Regions from separate parts of the Mus musculus genome. Here region 2 is linked to region 1. Evidence: chromatin contacts called from public Hi-C data. All regions are on one chromosome and are shown on one strand. The core of a region is the stretch at or near the end of the contact, and the rest is flanking DNA. Distances in the headings are between cores, read along the strand shown.

Evidence for each region. Hi-C and Micro-C count contacts between places; a contact is called where the count stands out from the background.
Region 2: a Hi-C map of the N1E-115 cell line shows a contact between it and region 1, with 3 times the contacts expected there. A contact is called at or near these places in 4 of 39 promoter capture datasets (hippocampal neurons, liver and stem cell-derived epiblast-like cells), 4 of 484 Hi-C or Micro-C datasets (the N1E-115 cell line, embryonic stem cells and nephron progenitors), 1 of 130 datasets of targeted methods (embryonic stem cells) and 1 of 9 other capture datasets (embryonic stem cells).

The regions. Positions count from the first base shown.
Region 1 is chr19:14,869,330-14,872,353 of GRCm38.p6, reverse strand. No RefSeq gene overlaps it. Among named protein-coding and RNA genes, the nearest start is that of Tle4, 270 kb to the right of the region's middle.
Region 2 is chr19:15,034,899-15,037,922 of GRCm38.p6, reverse strand. No RefSeq gene overlaps it. Among named protein-coding and RNA genes, the nearest start is that of Gm46645, 300 kb to the left of the region's middle.

The DNA of each region.
Region 1 (3,024 bases), core at 149-2,648:
AAAAGGAAAAGAAGATACCATCAGGATCAGAGGACAGGGAAAAGGCTGCTGTTTGTGGGACCAGCATCCAGGCAAGGCAGATGAGCAAGGGACTGCCCCCATGCCATTCCAATCAGCCATGCCTTTCACATCACTGCTGGCTTTGTTGTCCAAATGTTAATAGATTTCCAGAGAGAGAATTCTTCTAGTTATTCATTTCTGAAAAATTACAGAATAATGGTTTACAATGTATTGTGGTAATTGCATAGGAAGCTAACTGCTATTTTTCTTAATAAGGTTGACCCTTTGAGGCCTGGCATGAAAACATTTCCACAAAAGGATGTGCATGGTCCTGGCAGGGTGGAGGAGGGGCATCTGTCTTGTTTGGTACTTCTGTCTGTCTTCTTTCCTTTTTTTTTTCTTTTCTTTCTGCTGCTATGACTTCTGCTACTGTGACTGCTATTTGTTTTTGTAATTGTTCTTCAAAGGCTTCCGGCAAGAAAGCTGTTCTAATTGTGCAAATCACAGAACAGCTGATCACAGAAACGGTCTCAAGTCATCTGTGCAACCACTGACTGAACTTTCAAACAAGCTGGGGGCGCTTCCCCCAATCCCCTGAGTCCAGCATCTGACAGTGAACATAAAGCAGCCGCCAAATGAGATACTGAAACAGTTGTGTGTCACTAAGCCAGTGATTTGATCTGAGCAGTCAGCAATCACGCTGCCCTGGGCTGCAGAGAGACTTGCACTGCACTGATGCAGGCTCCCATAGGCAGGCTCCCTGCCTGACTTGTTACCATGGTTTCCAGTGCAGCCTGGTCTAGTGAGAACGTTTGTCTCGTTGAAAGCAGTTAATGCTGGGTTCAAATCTACCCTCTGCAGCTAAAGTGACATGAACCAGGCAAATCACACAGAACTTGTTAAATGAAGCATTTCCTGTTGCCTTAAGATTCCAGTTAAAGCCCAAGAAAGCAGTTGGTACCTCCCACTGCTCATCCATGCAGAGCTAAGAGGTGGCTTTAAATGACTTGATGACTCATAGCTCATCACCACAAATGAGAGCCTAGGGACGAATTGAGGAGAATAATCAGTGTGGTGGGCAGGCATGGGCATCAGAATACTGTTGTCTAAGGAAATTCCTCAGGAGGGGAAGAACAGGATGTTTTCTACTGCTCCAGTTATTCAACAAATTTAGACTGTCCCTATCATGTCCCAAGCATATTCAAAGTACTGCAGACACAGTAGTGAAGACAAGCTATTTTCATGAGTAGCAAAGGCTCTCCTTGAAGGTGCAAGTAAGCTACCAGATTGAAGGGAGGCAGGTTTCTTATCGACAACCCCAGCCACACAGCTACCAGACACTTAGGAGCAGCCAACCCTTCCAGGCTTGAGTATGAAATAGTGTGAGTTTCTCTCTGAGCAAACTGAAGGCTGAAAAGGCATGTGGGTATGAGTTGACCATGCTCAAGGACAGTAGAGCTCCTTAGACCAAGGCATGAAGGATTCCTGCCTTAGACCTTAGACTCTCAAATCCTCTGCTCTTATGAAGGCATTAGTTTTAAGGATGGCGAACACAACATGTTTTATCAAACCATTTTTAACTTGACTTGGATGGTCAAACGGGCTGACTATGCAGTTTGGAGTTTTGTTTATACTTCTGCCTAGGGTCCCACAAATGTGAAAGAGACAGAGAGAGAGGAAAAGACACAGAGAGACAGAGAGAAAGACAGACAGACAGACAGACAGACACACACACACACACACACAGAGTTAGAATTTGGAACAGAAATATAAGGGGAGATTTGGCAGAGAGATAGGAGAATCAAAGTCAGAGGTGAAGTAGTGTCAGGGACAAAGACATGAAGAACACTTTAAACCCTTTCACATGGAATTTGGACATGTGCCTTAAGTGGTATTCAATTGCTAAGAAGCATAAACCAGCACCCTGCCAAATGCCACTGAGGTCTGCCCCCTATTGCTTCTTGTTGATTTAGCCCCAGAGAAAGAAGCACCAACAGAGCAATACTTTTCCTCACAGCTCTTTCCAGAGCCTGAGTAGAGACTGGAGTTGAGAAAGGAGAGAGGTTTTTGAATAAGAGGTTGAAGTTTGGTTAAGATTTAGTTGGATTTGAAAAACCCAGAAATTAGATTATCTGAATATCAAAGAGACTTGAAAAACTACAGGATTGGCAAAGTGTCTCAATGGGCAAGAATAAAAGATTGAACTTCAGGGATGAGAAGGTAGGAGGGAAGTCACAGGAGTCACTGATCTCCCTTCAGCACAAACCATCTCATGGGCAGAAGACAAAAATGCAGGCAGCACACACCAGCTCACACGGATGCTATAAATTAAAGTTGAAATCATCAAAGCAGATTTGTTTTGTCTCATAATGTCAGAGCGATTTTGGTCCATCATGGAAGGGAAAGTTTGGCAAAAGTCTAGTTCATGGTAGCAACAGTGTGTGGTAAAGGCTTTCCGCATTACAAACAGATCAAGAAGCAAAGAGAAAAGCAAGAACCAGGGACCAACCTACAACCTTCAAAGGCCTGCCCTCTCAACCTCATTCTGCCAGACAGGCTCACCTCTCCTAAAGGTTATTCAGTCTCTCTCTATAGCTCCACAAGTGGGAAATGATTGCTTAAACTATGAGACTATAGGGGGGAAATTGGGATTCAAACCCTAACAGGATTTTTTTTCTAACAAACATTTATTTAAAAAAATTATGCGCATGGGTGTTTGACCTACAGGTGTGTCTATGTGTGTGTCCAAGGAAGCCAGACAGAGAGCAAGATCCTCAGGAATTGGAGTTACAGATAGTTATGAACTGCCCTATGGGTGCTAAAAAACAAACTATGTTCCTCTACAGGACCAATTAAGTGACTCCTGAGCCATCTCTCCAGACCCCCCCCCCAATAAAAGCCAAGTAAATGAGTTATGCTTATGAAGAGTCATAAAGCCCTGAGGAGTGTGTAGAAGGTGCCATGAGATATTGTGGGACATCCAACAGATACAGGAGCTACAGATCTGCTCTTATTGATGGAGCA
Region 2 (3,024 bases), core at 228-2,727, 170 kb before region 1:
AGAGAACCAGAAAGCACTTAGGGTCCCACCTTGTCCAATTCATCTTTGAAGATCACAAAACTAATTATATCATCTTTGACTTGCCTGTTTGATCCATACATTTCTTCTGGCTTTTCTTTAAGACACGGTGATCTTACTATGTCATCCAGGCTGACCTTAAACTTCTGGACTTAGTCCTCCCCAGCCATGAGTATAGCTCAGGCTATAGACATGTCCCAATGCATCTGTCTCATGTCTGTTTCTTAATTATTTCAAACCTAGACAGCACAGACCAGCACCTGACTTGAGATCCTTTGAAGCTTTCCTGAAGTGAGTGTCTAGCTGCCGTTGCATCCTCTTTTCCTTTTGAGTATGTTAGAGTGACGCAATGCAACAGACTTCTACCCAGGAAGGTCCTTAATTGTTCCTCAGGCAGTACTGGTACTACAAACAAAAATTGAAGTGATGCACTTAGACTAGAACCTTAGCTTATTTGCATTGCTGCCCTTTATGAAGTTATAATATTCAACCTCATCATTGTGCAGCCCATGAATTCCACAAACCAGTTGTAAAGCTTCTTCCTTAGCCACTGGGCACAGTCTACTGAAGCTCCACTGAAGAGATGCTAGATATTTTTCTAGAACCTCAGACCAAACATTTTATCAAGAGCAGTACCAAGATCAACCTTTTAGGGAAAACATATTTAACCTTTGTGTAAACTAAAAGAGGACAGTCATGGTTAGCTATGTATTGTGCAAGGACATAAAGCAGTCAAGATGATAAAACCAGAACTTCAAATGGGTTACCATATCAGCTCTATTTCCCCATGTGCTGTTTATTGGCACATTTGATATGCAAAGCTCTCTGCTGATCCCTTTTCTCTACAGTTCCCATAATGCTGTGAGCAGGAACTAGCAATAGCCTTTCAGAGTGAAAGAACTGAAGTTTAAAGAAATTAAAGTGTCTTTCCCAGGGCCATTGGTAATGATGGGACTGAAGAGTAAAGCTCTTAGCAATAGTTCCCTTCCCCTTTTCTCCTGCTGTATCACGCCTCTCCTGAGTCTGGCTCTGCCTCCAGTTCAGAAGCTGCACTAAGTTGCACAGCTCCGTGCACTTTCATATGGTATCTAATTTAAACCTCATGAAGTGCTACATGAGTCATATTATCACCTAAGATCACATAAGAGTTAGGAAGTAGAAGAAATGTATTTGAGCGTCAGCTCTACAGAGCAGACATTTGAATCCCAGTTTTAACCCAAGTCAAAATTTGATAAATTTCTATTTTAAAAGCTTTGATGGTAATCTCTCCCGATTCACAGCCTCGAGGCCTATGGGAGGTAGAAGACAGGACACAGAGAGGACACTGCCAAGAGAACTCAGTGCATACATAAGGCAGCTGCTTGGGCTTTCATTGTACTTGCATTTCCAATGGGAGGATTTGCTTTAATAAGCCCTAGTGAATTCTTCTGACTCCCAATGCAGACAGCTATTTGCCTCAATATGATGACAGCATATTTCCCTTTTGGAATGTTGAATGAAGGGTTGAGATAATGGTCAGTCCTCCCCCTTCTGATGAAAAGAGAAGGCTGGGAGAACACAGCAGCTTTGACGTTTGTCAGCTTGTTAGCCGGAGTCTTCAGGACATGTCTTTATTTCTGTAGTCAGCCCTAGTTGGCGCTAACAAAGAGTGACTGCAGTCTGGGTATAGAGGAAATTTCATTACTGTGTTAAAAATAATTGAGTAAAGAGACCAAGAAATAAGGCCAAGTTGGATGCAAAATGTAAGATGTAAGGCCAAACATAAGATGAAACCATGCTTATTCGGGTTACTTAAGGGGTAACAAACTGCTGTTTTGAAAACTAGTTGTTTGGGGACATCTCATGTATAGAAATATTGGACATCATCTGTAATTGTGCTGAGTAATGAGAAAGACACACCTGCTTCAAGGCTAATATGATAATGACTGTATGAGAGACCAGAGGAAAGATATCTAGGGTTATACTTTCTGACTTTTGGGGCTTGTTCTGCTAAAAACAAAAGCCTCATTAGGGGAGTTTGAAATGAATTATATTTCTCCATTTCTCTCACAATTAATTTTCAGACAGCCCAGTTACAATTTTCAAGTTAGATGCTTTTGCCCTGAGCAGGGTGGCATGAGACAGCTGAGGACCAGCAGAGGGCAGTGCTGAGCTGACGCTGGCTCTGGCACTTACTTGGGGCTATAAAATTGTGCTTGTTATTAAATGAAATCTTACGGCTAACTCAGCCACAGAGGAAATTAAACTGCTAATTATGTGTGTTTAAACCACTAAAAAGGGCCCGGTTGTTGCTCTGGATTTCAAGAAACACCTACCTCATCTCTGGATTTAAAATATGCAATTATGCCTAGAAATAGTACCTTTTAACAATTATATGCAATATATATTTTTTAATTTGTAGACTTATCTGTTTGCATAGCCTATCTCTTTTAAAGCAAATAAGCAATATATTGGTGGCTTTAGCATTGTCATTTCCTTATAGAACATGCCAGTGACTTTAACTGAGCAATCCATGCTCAATTTACATACAGGTCAGAGTTTTAAAGGATTACCATATTATTTTTTGGTTTTAAAAAATAACCATATTAATCTTATGATAGCACACCACACACATACACACACACAGAACAGAACAACAAAAACAAACACATTAAAAAAACAACAACAACAACAAAAAAAAAAACAGGATTTCTGCGGAGACAAAAATTTGCAAACCTGGAAAAAGATCTAGGTTTTTTGTTTGTTTGTTTTGCTTTGTTTTTCCAAGAAAACCTAGTTTTCTGAAAAGAAGAATAATGATTCAACTGTAGGTGATGTCATTGTCAAATTAGCCTCATGACTGAGTGAAACAGTCATCTCAGAGAGGATGAATGGGCAACAAGCACCCAAGACCGGGTGGGGACTGTGCCTGGCAACTTGGTAGCTCTCCATGCATCACCCTACAAGCCAAGGGGAGAGAGAATTTATTTGAGGTAGCAACAAAAAAAATATATAAGTAGGAATTGA